Linked DNA regions of Capra hircus: region 1 is linked to region 2. The links are chromatin contacts, called in public Hi-C maps. All regions are on one chromosome and are shown on one strand. Each heading gives the region's core, a stretch centred on a gene start, on an enhancer-like site or on the middle of the called end of the contact. The rest is flanking DNA. Distances are from core to core; before and after follow the strand shown. Region 1 holds the start of ERN1 (serine/threonine-protein kinase/endoribonuclease IRE1). Region 2 overlaps ERN1 (serine/threonine-protein kinase/endoribonuclease IRE1).

Evidence for each region. A called contact is a pair of places that touch in the nucleus more often than the background predicts.
Region 1: a contact with region 2 is called in a Hi-C map of blood, with 4 times the contacts expected there. The contact joins the promoter of ERN1 here to the enhancer-like site in region 2. A contact is called at or near these places in 4 of 5 Hi-C or Micro-C datasets (blood and liver).

What each region holds. Positions count from the first base shown.
Region 1 is chr19:47,963,328-47,970,419 of ARS1.2, reverse strand. ERN1 (serine/threonine-protein kinase/endoribonuclease IRE1) reads left to right here and starts at 5,437. Exons shown (of 22, transcript XM_018065355.1): 1 at 5,437-5,657. The coding sequence starts at 5,610.
Region 2 is chr19:47,901,338-47,908,339 of ARS1.2, reverse strand. ERN1 (serine/threonine-protein kinase/endoribonuclease IRE1) reads left to right here. Exons shown (of 22, transcript XM_018065355.1): 9 at 882-960; 10 at 2,191-2,356; 11 at 5,136-5,254. Among named protein-coding and RNA genes, the nearest start is that of TRNAG-UCC, 49 kb to the left of the region's middle. Within about 2 kb of position 2,374, at least 2 of the 5 cell types and tissues checked have an H3K27ac peak or open chromatin away from gene starts, as enhancers often do.

The sequences.
Region 1 (7,092 bases), core at 4,188-6,687, 59 kb before region 2:
GAAAAGCTCAAGAAAAAAGGACTGTTAACATACCTGGGCAAATTCCGTAGCAGCCTAGTGGTTAGTCTTACTGCTGAGGGCCCCTGGTTCAATCCCTGGTCGGGGAACTAAGATCCTACAAGCCTCATGGCCCGGCCAAAAACAAACAAAAAACAAGAGAGGGCCAGAGTGAAAAAGATGAAGCAAGCCTGCTAGGATTATACCAGAGGAAGAATGTTTATGAGCTGCCTGAGAGTACTTTCCAGAGAGTTCTGTGAAAATCAGCCAGACTCCAGGGGATTAGGAGGTATTGGAGGCACTATGAGAGGATGGCCGTTTCCATGTTGGCACTGAAGCAGCCCTTTGAGAATATTAATATACTCTTTGACCATCTGATGCGAAAAGCCAACTCACTGGGAAAGACCCTGATGCTGGGAAAGATTAAAGGCAGGAGGAGAAGGGGACGACATAGGATGAGACGGTTGGATGGCATCTGCGACTCAGTGGACATGAGTTTGAGCAAGCTCCAGATGGTGAAGGACAGGGAGGCCTGGCGTGCTGCAGCAAGTGTGCTCTCAAAGAGTGGGAGACGGCTGAGCGACTGAACTCCCACACTGGTACCGCTATGGATGCTTCACCATCGTGGCATATAGACTCAGCACAAATGGGTGGTTCATATAATGCAACCTCTCAGAGGCAAGTGAACGAATAATCAGACAGGACTGGGCTGAGCTCCCTCCCGGGGCAGAAACCCCACGGGAAAGTCCACTCTTCTCTCCCATGTGGCTGCTCGGTGACTTTTGTGGGTCGTGCTTTTGCACAACCAACCCCCAGTTGAGAGACTCACATGTTATTGGAGGCAATGCCCTTTATCATCACATATTTGTACAAACTTCTGGTTGTTAATAGTATTCCAGGGATGTGGCAGTCTGGGCTGCTGCTTAACCACCTTTACGGGCCACACAATGGGGACTTTGTCACAACACTGGGGGACGGGCAAGAATAACGCCGGTGAAGGGGGAACACTGCAGCAGCTATGGCTTCTTCGAAGTTATGTTGATAGCTGAGTTCTTTTCTTTCTTCCTTTTTTAAAAATATGCTTTTTTGTTGTTGTTGTGCTGGGACTTACCTGGGGGTCCAGTGGCTAAGAATCCGTCTTCCAATATAGGGAACTTGGGTTTGATCCTTGGTTTGAAACTAAGATCTCACATGCTTTACAGTGCAGCCAAGAAAAAAAAAAAAAATCTGAGTTGTGCCTCTTACTAGCTGTGTGTTACCCACCTGGCTGTTAATCTTTTAAAATTCCAATGCATCATCTGTAAAATGGGGCCAAAAACGCTACCTCGTAGAACTGCCGATAACATGAGCTGGTCCTATAATGCATGCGTTTTTTGCACATTTTAAAATAATAGCCAACAGCCAGCAAATATTGACTGTGGATAAGAAAGAATTATTTTTGTGATACAAGAAAAGTGCACAGTAGATTGGACTCTGTGGTAAAAAGAGGTTCTTTTAGAGTGAGCGTCACAGTCATTTCAAATCCCAGAACAGGAAGAACCAAACTTCTATTTACCTTACTGCCAAACTGCTCAGTGACAGCAGCTTTGAAAAAGTTTCCCATTTAGCTTGCTACCAGAGAGTCTTGCTTCATCATTTTATTTATCTCTTAACTACCCCCCTACCAACGTCTGCTGTAAGTGCAAGTATGTTTGGGAGCAGTAGCAGCATGAAAATCATTAAGAAAAAAAGAAAAGTGAGTCTATTCTGATAAAGACATTGTTCCTTTGATATGGTACTGGAGCTTTCAACCATGACCTCCATTTCTGGTTTTACCAGATTTTCCTTTCAAGTCTTCTTCAAAAGGAACTAATCTCTCACTAAAGAGCTGTCTGCAAACTAACCTCACAATCATGTTTAAATGAAATTTTGGAGGGTTTCAAATAGAATGGAAACTTTGTTTCAGCACAAACTTTTGCAGGCTGGGTGGTAATTTCTTCCACTAGAGGGCGAAATTTGCTAAAATAAATAAAAGGAATTACTGGCCAGAGGGATTAACACCGGACATTAGGAGTGAGCTGGATTCCAGGATCTTGGCTGCCCTTCTCAACTGTAGAAACTGGAAAACACACACTCTCCACCCCATAGGGCTCCACCCCAGAAGATTCTGAATCAGTGCGGGGAAGAAGGCATAAAAAGGTGTTGGAAATCTATTTTTGAAAACCTCTCCAAGTTTGGGAACCGCTGATTTAGAGAGAAGTGAAGATTTTAACTCAGTTTCTCCCACCACTAGCTCTCCCCTGCTGATAAATTCAGGTCCTGCTTGCTCCAATTTTTGTTGAAAATATATTTATTAACTTATTTGGCTGAAAAAGGCCTTCACTGTGGCATGTAGGATCTTCAGTGCATCATGAGCCTTGCAGCATGTGGACTGACTAGTTGTAGCACACCGGCTTAGTTGCTCTGCAACATGTGGGATCTTAGTTCCCAGATCAGGGATTGAACCCATGTTCCCTGTACTGCAAGGCGGCTTCTTTAACCACTGGACCACCAGGGAAGTCACATGTTGAACATACATTTTAACCTTGGTGGAAAAAGAGGGCTTATTTTTACCCTGAAAACATGACCTTTGCTTTGGGTAGAGGATGCTATTTAATACAACTTCCAGAAAGGTCATTTACTGACCATTTTCTGGTCTTTTCTATGGTCAGGTCCACTTCAAAGGCACCCTATAGAAGTATTTCCATCTCTGTCTATTTATCAGCGATGCCAGCTTTTGCTTTATCACAAGCAAAAAACTCTCTGAAACAATACTTGACTGTTGAACAAGACTGTGGGCAATGCTGCCATAAATAAAACCAGAACTTATCAGTATGAGTTGCCAATCAAGTGGAGACATGCACAAGACAGATGGACTGATTAAGCATACGAAAAATCAAACTGGTGCATAAGAAATTCGGATTACCTAAAACAGTGCAATTATGGCCTGGAGATTTGGTTCAAACAAGTACAAGATAAATATACCTACCTGGACCCGTCTCCTTGGAATGGATTTTTTTCTTTATTAAATCTTTAAAATTGATTTATGAGTCAGATTGAGGTAAGCATTCCCCTTTGTGTTTTATCTACTGTGCTTACAGGGTCACAGTGACATTTTCAATTGTCAAAGGGCTTCCAGAGTTCCAGCACAGAAAGTTCCCCTCCTGGATTTACTCTATTAGAGGAAAAAAGCACCAGAGAAGGGATGTGAAAGCAGCATTATCCAGTCAAGCTTCTCTTTTAACTCAACCCTGTGGTCTTACATCGGAAGCCCAGGGTGGTAAGCCAGGTGTGGTCTTACACATCCTGTGGTCCTCTTGCAAGCTGGACAGATAATCATTAGAGCTCCTCCCACTTTCCATGGGCTCCTCCCACTTCCTGTGGGCTCCTCCCTGGCCACTTGGACACCCTGTCTCCAGGAATGATGGAGCTTCTGTTACTGCACATCTCTTCCCAATCCCAAACCTCCCCATCTGCATTTTGACATGCAGATAACACTTTTCAAAAATGTGTCTACTCTGTGTTCTAGTGTGTCTAGTAACAGACACACTAAAATGTGTCTAGTTACCAAGATTGGTCCTCCGTTAAACTGATGTGTTGGATTCTCCCACATGAGTAGCGTTTAGTCCCTCGACTGTGACAGGCATATCAGGTTGGGGATGGGGAATCAGTTCAGTTCAGCAGCTCAGTCGTTTCTGACTCTTTGTGACCCCATGAATCACAGCACGCCCTTATGGCAGAAAGTGAAGAGGAATGGGGAATATTGTTGGGGAATTTTGTTGATGGGATTTTAGTTTACTGAGAGCATTTCCTTTTTTTTTCCCCCCCAATATTTATTTATTTGGCTGCGCCAGGTCTTGGTTGCAGATCTTTGATCTTCGATCTTTGTTGTAGCATGCGGGATCTTTAGTTGCTACATGCAAATTCTTAGTTGCAGAACGTGGGATCTGGTTCCCTGACCAAGGATCGAACCCAAGCCCCATGCATCGGGAGCATAGGGTCTTAGCCCCTGGACCACCAAGGAAGTCCCGCTATGAGCATTTCTGTTTGCTGAAATGAGATACGATTGGCTCATATATATCCAGACCAGACATCTGGTCAGTCCTCCACTACTTTTTTTTTTTTTAAACTGAAGTACACTCTGGGAGATAGTGAAGGCCAGGGAAGCCTGGTGTGCTGCAGTCCATGGGTCACAAAGAGCTGGACATGACTGGGTGACTAAACAACAATAATTTAAGTACAGTTGATTTACAGTGTTGTGTTAGTTTTAGGTATACAGCAAAGTGATTCATATGTGTGTGTGTGTACTTCAGATTCTTTTCCATTATAGGTTATTACAAGATATTGAACACAATCCCAACTACTTCTTTATTTTCCCTAGCATTGCTTACTTGTTTCCCCTAAACCCTGAAAAATCTTGGACTGTCATATGAACAAGTCAAGAAAAATTAGAGAAGTCACTATCCTTGTTTTCTTCTTCTCCTAGAATATAGAAATATGTTTCCAACCTCTCTCTTGTTACAATGTCCTCTCTCCCAGTTTTCACCTATATAAGTGGAGGGCAGCATGGGACCCAGTGACCAAACAGCTTCCAGGCTCTTTAAATGAGGCTAAGAGCCCATAGCCTTCAAATGGACCTTGTACTAGTCCTCAACAAACCCACTTTCTCCAAGCTTGACACATGTCAAGCTTCACAAGGTCACATCTACAAATGCCACATAAACACACATGACACCAGCAGCCAAAAATGGTTTCTTTGTTTGTAATTTTTGGCCAATGACTTGGCCATGGTTATACCAAAGGGAATTGGTGGCTGTTGGATATGATTTGAAGGGGAATTCCTGAGGGCAAAGAAAGGGAAGAAAAGGACCTTTGGGTTAACTGAGGCGCAAGTGGAGGGCACCAGGGATGCGAACTCAGCAATAGCCACGCGCAGAGCAGAAACGTCGGGTTTGCAGGAATCCCCTGCCAGCTGCCTGCCTTCGCTCAGGAGACCACCGACGATCCCACTACGGCGGGGCTCTAGACTCAAGGCACCGCCTGTCTCCTGGCCTTTCCTGATCCAGCCTGACGCAGAGGGTCCCTAGACGGAGGTCAGTGGGACCGCCTGGGGCAGGGAATGGGCCCACTTGGCCGGGTTACCGGCCTCCACTTGCCTCAGACAAGTTCTTTGCCTCGTTCACTCAGCTCCCCTAGATGCCCAACACAGAGGCCTGCTCCTCTTCTCCCGCCGCCGCGGCCAAGGGACCCAGGGCCAGCTGGAGGCCTTTGGCACCGCCTATAACCCCGCCCCCCGCGACAACCCCGCCCAGACCAGCCCAATCCCCGCCCCGAACCAGGGCCCCGCCCAATCCCAGGCCCGCCTCTAGGTCGGCCCCGCCTCCGGCCCCGCCCCGACCGGAAGAAGCGCCGGCGCCCGGCACTTATAGGGCCGGGAATGGGGGTGCTGCCACCGCCTAGTCAGCGCTGCGTCCCCTGAGTCCCGGCCGCCGCCGCTCTGTCGTCGCGACGCCCCCGCCCCGTCCTCTGCCCGCCTGCCCGCACCGCCCCCCTGGAGCCGGCCGGCCGGCCAGGAGCCAGGCCGAGTCCTCGCCATGCTTGTTCGATTGCTGCTGCTGGCATTGCTGTTACCCGGCCCCGGGGTGAGTGACCGGGAAGCTTGGGGTGGGGGACAGCGCGGCACGGGCTGGGGTCCGAGCCGGGAACGCGGCGGCTTGCGGCGGCGGCGGCCCCAGGCTCCGTGCGCCCGCCGGGGCGGAGGCGACGCTGGGCGTGGAGAGGCGGCCTCCTGACCGGCTCGAGTGGCGGCCACGGCCGGCCCCGCCAAGGCGTCCGCCACCCATGGGCCTCGCTGGCCGGCGCGGCTGTCACGAGCAGCGCCTCCCGGGCCGCGTGCTCTCCGACGCAACTTTGTGTCGCCCTGGCGGCACCTCAGGGTGTCCAGAAGGCCCGGGGCCCTTGGGAGGCCGTCCCACCTGTCGGACCCTTTCCACAGGTGGGAGCCGGCTTGGCCTGGCGGTGGCCGCGGAGGGAGGGCAGGAAGGGCCCTGTGGCCAAGGGGAAGGGAATGTCTTGCGTTTATAATCCTCACTTGAACTTTCCAAAATGCGAAAACTTTGGAAAACAAATGCCACTGAAAGTGGCTAAGCATTCTTTCCCCAAGAGTTTGATTCTGCTTACCTGCCTTGCAGGTTTCTTGGTATTGGAGGCAGCGGGCTTCCTTTGGGGGCAGCAAGACTTCCTTAAAGCAGGTTAAGCGGTGGGAATGGGACTCGTTTTTAAAAACCCCATATGGGACAGCGGTGAGGCTGCTCCTAAACTTTAAACGACAGACTGTCTCCTCGTGGGAGAACACCGCGGGGCTGTCCGAAACGTCTTTTCATCTTTTTTTTTTTTTTTCTTTTTTCTCTGTAGAGAAGAGCCTGGTTTACATTTATTTAACGATTTCAGGCCTTCTGTCAGGCTGTGGACTCGGACACCTTGGCTGGGAGGACATTTTGTGGACAAACTCGGCTTTTTTTTTCCCCCTTCTGGTTAGAAGAACCTAATTTAGGTGTTTTTTTTTTTTTTTAATGTATTGTTCAGGATGTGGGCATGGCACACTGGAGCAGGTTCTATTTAATGACCTCTACTTTGTACTCTTTAATATGGTGTATCAGGTACTAGGTGTTCAGGTGAAGAATGGACGTGTGTGTCCCTGAGTGCCATAGCGTGAACTCTTTGGAGGTTATGTATTTTAGGTAAATACTAGTCTGTGCTCTTGGGGTAGGTAACAAGAATTTGGAAATAGCTGAAGAAGTAGGAGGCCATTTTTTTTCAAATTAAAGTTCTTTTTTTTGTTTTTGTACACACTCGGCAAAAGTCATGGAAGTTAAGTTTTCCTTCTGGTTGAGGAAAAAAATCCACTTTCTCAACAGGAGTCAGGTTTTGAACTTGAACATTTCATCTTGGATTGGATAATTGGTGCCTGGCATCCGTTCACAAAAAAGAGGGTAAAGAGAATGACCAAAGTGTATGACATGGAAACCAATCATTCCATATCATCACTGTGTATCTGGTTTTCTCTGCCACCTCTTT
Region 2 (7,002 bases), core at 1,125-3,624:
GTGTGTCTAAGACTCAGGCCTGTTTCTCCACCCCCGCCTGTGAACAGCCTGTAACCCCGTCACTTAGCCTTGCTGAGCCTCTGTTTCCCATTTTCCTGAGCCGTGGAGATGATCAAGTGAGCATGAAATGTTCTCTGAGTTCATAGCACTGTTCAGATAAGATGTTTGTTGAGAGAGGTTTAGAGAATTTAGTGGGTGACCCACCCCCAAGACTGGCTGTTGATAGTAACCCGAGTTAGCAGGGTCTGGACGTGCAGCCTCGTGTTTTCACACTCGTGACGACCGCAGACAAAAGCCAGGTCCCCTCGCCTCCTCAGTGCCCCCGACAGGGACAGGCCACCCACCAGAAGCCTCACCCAGTTGGAATTTCCTGTGCAGCCCCTTTGCTTCAAGCATTCAGATAAGACTTTTCTCCAGGCTTCTGTAGAACCTCTAGAATCTTTAGGCGTCCACAAGCCATCATGGTGGGGATTCTGGTGGCCTGTCAGTCATCAAAGTATGCTGGCTGGGCCGACTTAGAGGCTGTGGGGTGGCTGCATGCCTTCCAGCCTCAGTCTCTCCCGGGTGATCATTGCTCAGGGTCCCTTCTGAGGGCAGAAGCAGGGATGGGCCGGTGCAGGCCCGCCACCTGCAATTGAGGAAACCCGGGCTGCAGGCAGGTGGCCCGGCAAAGGCATCAGTGACATCAGGGCTCGTGGTCCCGCTCTCCTCGGGCCCAGGGCAGTTCCCTTGCCTCCCACCCTCTCCACGCTCAGAGCTTGGGGCTTCGTGTGCCTCTTCCTGGGGGTGGTAGTCAGGGCTGTGACTCTCTCCTGAAAGCCCCCTTTGGTGGGTCCAGAGATCAAATGACAGTGGCCTGCACGTGTCTGTTTGTCTCCTAGGCCCACCCTGTATGTGGGGAAATACTCCACCAGCCTCTATGCCTCCCCCTCGATGGTACACGAGGGCGTCGCCGTTGTGGTAAGTCCACTCTGGGGGCTGGGGGGTGGGGCTCACGGAGGCAACCTCAACGCACTCCTGTTCCATTTCAGCAAAGAACAGCTGAATGATACGCCAACATCCTGTTAAGGACACAAGACACGCATCCTAAATCCTCAGAGATAATTTGTGCACGTGCCGCGTTCTGCCTCATGAGCAGAGTCTTGTGACTGAGGCAGCCGCCTGGGCCTGGGAAGCCCCGGTTGCTCCCCTTGGCGTTTGGATTCCAGTCTAGACTCCCCAGCTGGGGTTCAGGCCCCCCGCAGGCCCACCCCGCAGTGCCCGTCCACCCCACAGCTGGTGTCACGGTGGGGGCTGCACTGCCCCTCTCCTCCCTGAGTTCCGAGAGTTTCCAGTCCATCTTTCTCAGCCCTTCTTCGGGCTGCGCCTCACACTTGGATTGTACTCCTGTCTTCCCTTTTCCTCCTTAAATCCTGGGCGTCCTTTGGTGACTGGTCCAGCCTCCTCCAGCCTTGCCAGGTCGCCTCAAGCGCCCTGTCTCTGAGAGTCTGAGGCATCACCGTCCGGGCTGCTGTTTTGGTCCTTACGGTGTTTGAGCTGTTTGGTTGGTGTCTCCTGTCTTCCCAGCGAGTCTGTCAGCTGCTCAGGGCAGGGCCTGCCAGGGTCCAGTGGTGCCCGAGCCAGCACTGGGCTCGCAGCTGGAACATTCGCACCCCGGTCACTTGTACCATGTGTGAATTCCATCAGTTATATCTGCTTCTCACAGTACCCTCGTGGAATTCCACACACACCCTTCCTGTTTCCCTGTTCCCAGATTTAGAGAGATGTCCGCATTTCAAAAGACGTCCAAGGAACTTCCCTGGAGTCCCAGTGGTTACGACTCCATACTTCCCCTGCAGGGGAACAGGTTCGATCCCTGGCCCAGGAACTAAGATCCCACATGCCGCACAGTGTGGCATAAATAAGTAAATAAATAAATAGAAAGACAGCCAAATTTTAAAAGACATCAGGGCAGCGTTGTCACACCCTGGGGGAAGGGCTGCTCCTGCCCCATCTTGGGGCCTTTGAGTCCTGCTCCGCCTTCCCAGAGTTGGTGATGGACAGGGAAGCCTGGCGTGCTGCAGTCCATGGGGTCAGAAAGAGTTGGATACAACTGAGCGGCTGAACTGAACTGCCTTCCCAACCAGCCTTGCACGGGAATACTGCTGTCCTACCGGCCACCCCTAGCCCCACTCCGGTCTGTCTTCACAGCCCCGGGGCAGCACCCTTCCTTTGCTGGAAGGCCCCCAGACCGACGGTGTCACCATCGGGGACAAAGGGGAGTGTGTGATCACGCCCAGCACGGACCTGAAGTTCGACCCCAGGCTCAAAGGAAAGAGCAAGCTCAACTACCTGCGGAACTACTGGCTGCTCATTGGTAAGTCAGCTCCTCGGGGCGCCGACGATGACCTGCTGCCTCCTTGTGGCCAAGAGACAACATTACCAGTCACAGCCCTCAGCTCTGTGCTCCGAGCCTGTCCACGTTGGTTTTTCAGACCGTGGACTATTTTAACCCCAAGGAAAACAAAACAGTCTAGCTGTATTACCAAGTCAGTTCTCAGAAATCATTTGACTAATGTTCCAAAATCCCAGTACTAAATATTACAAGCTCTGTGCAGTGATCTGACGCATGTTGGATGTCTGTGCCAGGCACTTTCGAGTATTTCCTTATTTCCCACAAATGACCCCTTTGCAAGGTCAGCACCCTTGTTATATCCAGTTAAGAGTCAAGGAAGCAGGCATCCTTTGTGGAAGAATTCACTTGGGAGTTGGTGTGGGCGACCAGGGGGGAGTGGGAGAGGAATGAGTGAGTTGAAGACCCAGGAGGGACTGAGGCTGGAAGAGAGTCAGAGGCTGGACTGAGGTCCAGGAGCCGCAGCAGGCAGAAGTCCCGGGGGTGTGGGATGGCCCCTTTCCCCTTCTCTTCTATTTCTGCTGCCATCCCTGCTGGTCCCCAGGCTGGAGGCCCCTGTGAGGACGGCAGAGGTGACAGGAGCTGTTGGCGAGCATCCCAAGTAACTAGAGCAAGACGGAGTTTTCTTAATCGGATTTGCCCTTCCTGTGTGGCATCTACTCCCCGATCCTGCCATCTCCAAGCCCTAGAGGGAGTGCAGTACAGAGGCTGATGAGCTTTCTCCCCACCGTTCTCCCCTAGCGCTCGTGCGGGCTGGGGCCAGAGCAGAGAGAGGTTAGGCCTGGGGTGCCGGGAACGGGAGGTGGAGCCGCCGAGGAGCCTGCACACCCGAGAGGCAGCCAGGCAGTGGCATCTGGGTGGGGGTTACGCTAGTTACTTGGGACGCCCGCCAGAGACGCAGCTTCTGTCACCTCTGCCTTCTTTGGTCACACTCGCTGCCTTCGGGTGTCATCTCTCCCTTTACACACCAAAGGGGCGTAACTGGGCATCACAGAGAGGGAGCGAGATGTCCTAGAGCCCCCATGGGTCCCTTTGCCGTCGTCCAGGCCTTGCTGTTCTTTGTTCATCCTGACTCCTTGTTCCATTCTTCTTCTGGTTATTATTTTTACCAAATAATGAGCATAGGAGATAACAAAATAATTCTACCCTTTTTCCTGAACAGATGTAGTTTGGAAAGCATGTTGTGAATGGGCCCAAAGCAGAGGAAAAAAAGAACTGATGGGCAGAGGCCGTTAAAATCACAGGGCCACTTGGTTTTATGTAGCAGTTACGGGTTGCATTGACTGTCTACCAGTGGTTAAGAATGAAAAAATTATTGGAAACTGGGCTTCCCTGTGGGTCCAGTGGTTGAGAATCTGCCTGCTAATGCAGGGGACACGGGTTTGACCCCTGCCCCAGAAAGACCCCACGTACGTCGGGGCCGCTAAACCCACGAGCCACAGCTGCTAGGGCCCTGCGCTTAGGGCCTGTACTCTGCAGCAGGAGAACCCATCCCGGGAGAAGCCCACACACTGCCTCTGGTCCCACAGCTAGAGAAAGCCCAAGTGTAGCAGCAAAGACCCAGCCCAGCCAGAGGTGAAATTAAGAAAAGCGACTGGAAACTGAGGAAATATGTATATGAGACCATGAAAGATCCAGAAAAAAAGGCTTCATGGCTCTTTTGGAAAAACAGAAGACCAGGTCTTGTTTGCGCAGAAGTGTTTCAGGATCTCACAGTCACGGTTGTAGCACAACGGGTTCAGAGTGCCCTCCATGATGCTGCTAAAGGCTCCGCTAGGGGAAGGCCTGTTTATAAGGCCTGTGGGCAGAAGAGGGGATTTGGGCTCACCAGTGTGTTGGGAGGTGCCCGGCCAAGGGGCAGGGCTTGGAACCAGGAGAGCAGCAGGCAGAGCGCCATAGCACAGGGTGGCATGTGTGGAGGGGCAGCCTCACTCCTCTTAGCTTGAGGGTCTCCTGTTCCCGAGCCTCAGAGGTACCTGGAGACACTCCCGGGTCAGATCCCTGGGCCCCACTGGCAAGTGTGAGTCAGAGGTCTGAAGCAGGCAGCCCGTTCAGGAAATCCTGCATCTCGGTGTTCCTTGAAAGATGAGGGGAACTTGATGTCTCAAAACAAACCTAGGCTTCCCTTAATAAGCAGTGTTGACGGTGTAGATAGAGAACTGACCTAGAGGGAGAGTTCAAGGGGATTTCTCCAAATGAGAAGTATACATAGCTCAGACTAGTCCTTGGGGGTTTCCCTGGGGCTCAGATGGTAAAGAACCCACCTGCAATGCAGGAGACCCGAGTTCAATCCTTGAGTCAGGAAGATCCCCTGGAGAAGGGAATGGCAATCCAAGAATCCAGGTATTCTTGCCTGGAGAATCCCATGGACAGAGGAACCTGGCGGGCTGTAGTCCATGGGATTATAAAGAGTTGGACATAACTGAGCACACACTCGCGCGCGTGCACACACTTGTGCCTTGCTCTGAGTGTGTCCTGGACATCGCAGTCCTTCTCATGACAGGGCCACATCTTTGCTCCTTATTGTGAGATTCAGAATACTGCATTCATGGCCTTCGAAGGTAAAAGCTCTGTCTTGGTGGAGTTCCTCCAGTCCCTAGCTCTCACCTTCTCTGCCTTTACACACGTGAGCACTTGCATCACAGGCCCCTCTCTGGGTGGCAACTGATGTCTCAGTTGAGTGTCAAGTGCGACCACCACGTGGGGAAACCATTCTCATTAGAGGCCATGCTTCCTCTTGCAGGACACCACGAAACCCCACTGTCGGCGTCCACCAAAATGCTGGAGCGCTTCCCCAACAACCTGCCCAAACACCGGGAGAACGTGATTCCTGCCGACTCGGAGAAGAAGAGCTTTGAGAAGGTGAGTGGGGACGTGGACAGTTGGTCACCGGGCCCCGAGTCAGAGGCTGGGCAATAAGGCATTTGTCCTGCCTTTAGGGCCTGCAGTCCACTCAGGAGGGGCAGGGGTACAGGAGAATCCACAGCAAAGTGCTGAGGGCCGACAGTGGGAGGGGGCCTGTGGGAGAGGCGGTGGGCGCGCTGGAGGGACGCAGGTGGAGGTGCAGGCCCGGAGCAGGCCCGGAGCAGGGTTAACCCTGTGCGTCCGTCTCTGGGGCTGAGGAGACAGCCTGATGGGATTGTAGGATGCCCGGCAGGCAGCCGTGGGAGACATGGTCAGGTGACTGCACAGGAGCCGTGCTCTAGGCCGGGCAGTGAGGGGAGAGCTGGCCAAGAGAGCAGGTGGGAGACTGAGGTGCTCTCTGGCCAGGCCTGGCCTGCTCTGGCCTCTCGGTCTGGCAGGTACCCAGGGCGCCTGCTGAGTGGGTGTGGGCACTCGGGAAGCCCGCCCGACTCGGCCCAGGTCGCCCTCCTGAGCCCGGGGAAATGAAGCCTGCTTTCAGGGTCTCAGCCAGAAGCAGACGACCACCCAAACTAGGATGACTCCAGGGGGATTTCCTTCACTCCATGGGCAGTTCTGGGGTGCTCAGGGCATACTTGAGCCTGAAGCCAGTGGGGAGGGAGTGGAGCCTGGAGCTCCAGCAAAGACACTGGGCAGCCCCACAGAACTCCAGCCCCATCTCATCTGCTGGTGGAAGCCAGGGAGCGGGGAGACCATCGCCTCACCCATGTGCATAGCCTCTGGGGCACAGAGCAGGTGTGGAGGCTGCAGGAGGGTGGGAGCTGGGGGTCGGGGTCCAGAGGCCATTCGGGCTTGGTGGATACTGCAGCCCTGCCGGTGGGGGTCCTATGACTGAGAAGGGCCTGTGGGCAGGGCCAGAGAAAGAGGGGAGTAACTGGCTGATGTGGGGGGAGGGCTGTGATCATATCAAATTCACGTTAGAGATTTAGATTTTTATCCAGAGGGAAACGGAAAGAAAATCACGTGGACGTTTAAGATTCTGGAACGTGCTGAGTTGTCCCTCGTCTCTGGAGGCAGCCAGGTTGGAGGGGGATCAGGGCCCTAAAATCTGGATCTGATTTTGATCTGAGTAAAGCCTAGCATATTTGTTATTAAACACCTAGAAAACAAAAGTTTAAAAAGAAAATTAAACAATACCCTTAATCTAACACTCAGAGATGGCTGTCATGGAGATTTTCCTATATAATCGTTCCATCTTGAGCAAAGAGTCCTCTGAAACTCCATTAAAATACTCTGGCAGGCATTTGTCTGGTATTAAGACTGAAAGAGACAGGAACACCAGACCCCCTGACCTGCCTCTTGAGAAACCTGTATGCAGGTCAGGAAGCAACAGTTAGAACTGGACATGGAGCAATAGACTGGTTCCAAATAGGAAAAGGAGTACGTCAAGGCTGTATATTGTCACCCTGCTTATTTAACTTATATGCAGAGTACATCATGAGAAACGCTGGACTGGAAGAAACACAAGCTGGAATCAAGATTGCCAGGAGAAATATCAATAACCTCAGATATGCAGATGACACCACCCTTATGGCAGAAAGTGAAGAGGAACTAAAAAGCCTCTTGATGAAAGTGAAAAAGGAGAGTGAAAATGTTAGCTTAAAGCTCAACATTCAGAAAACGAAGATCATGGCATCCGGTCCCATCACGTCATGGGAAGTAGATGGGGAAACAGTGGAAACAGTGTC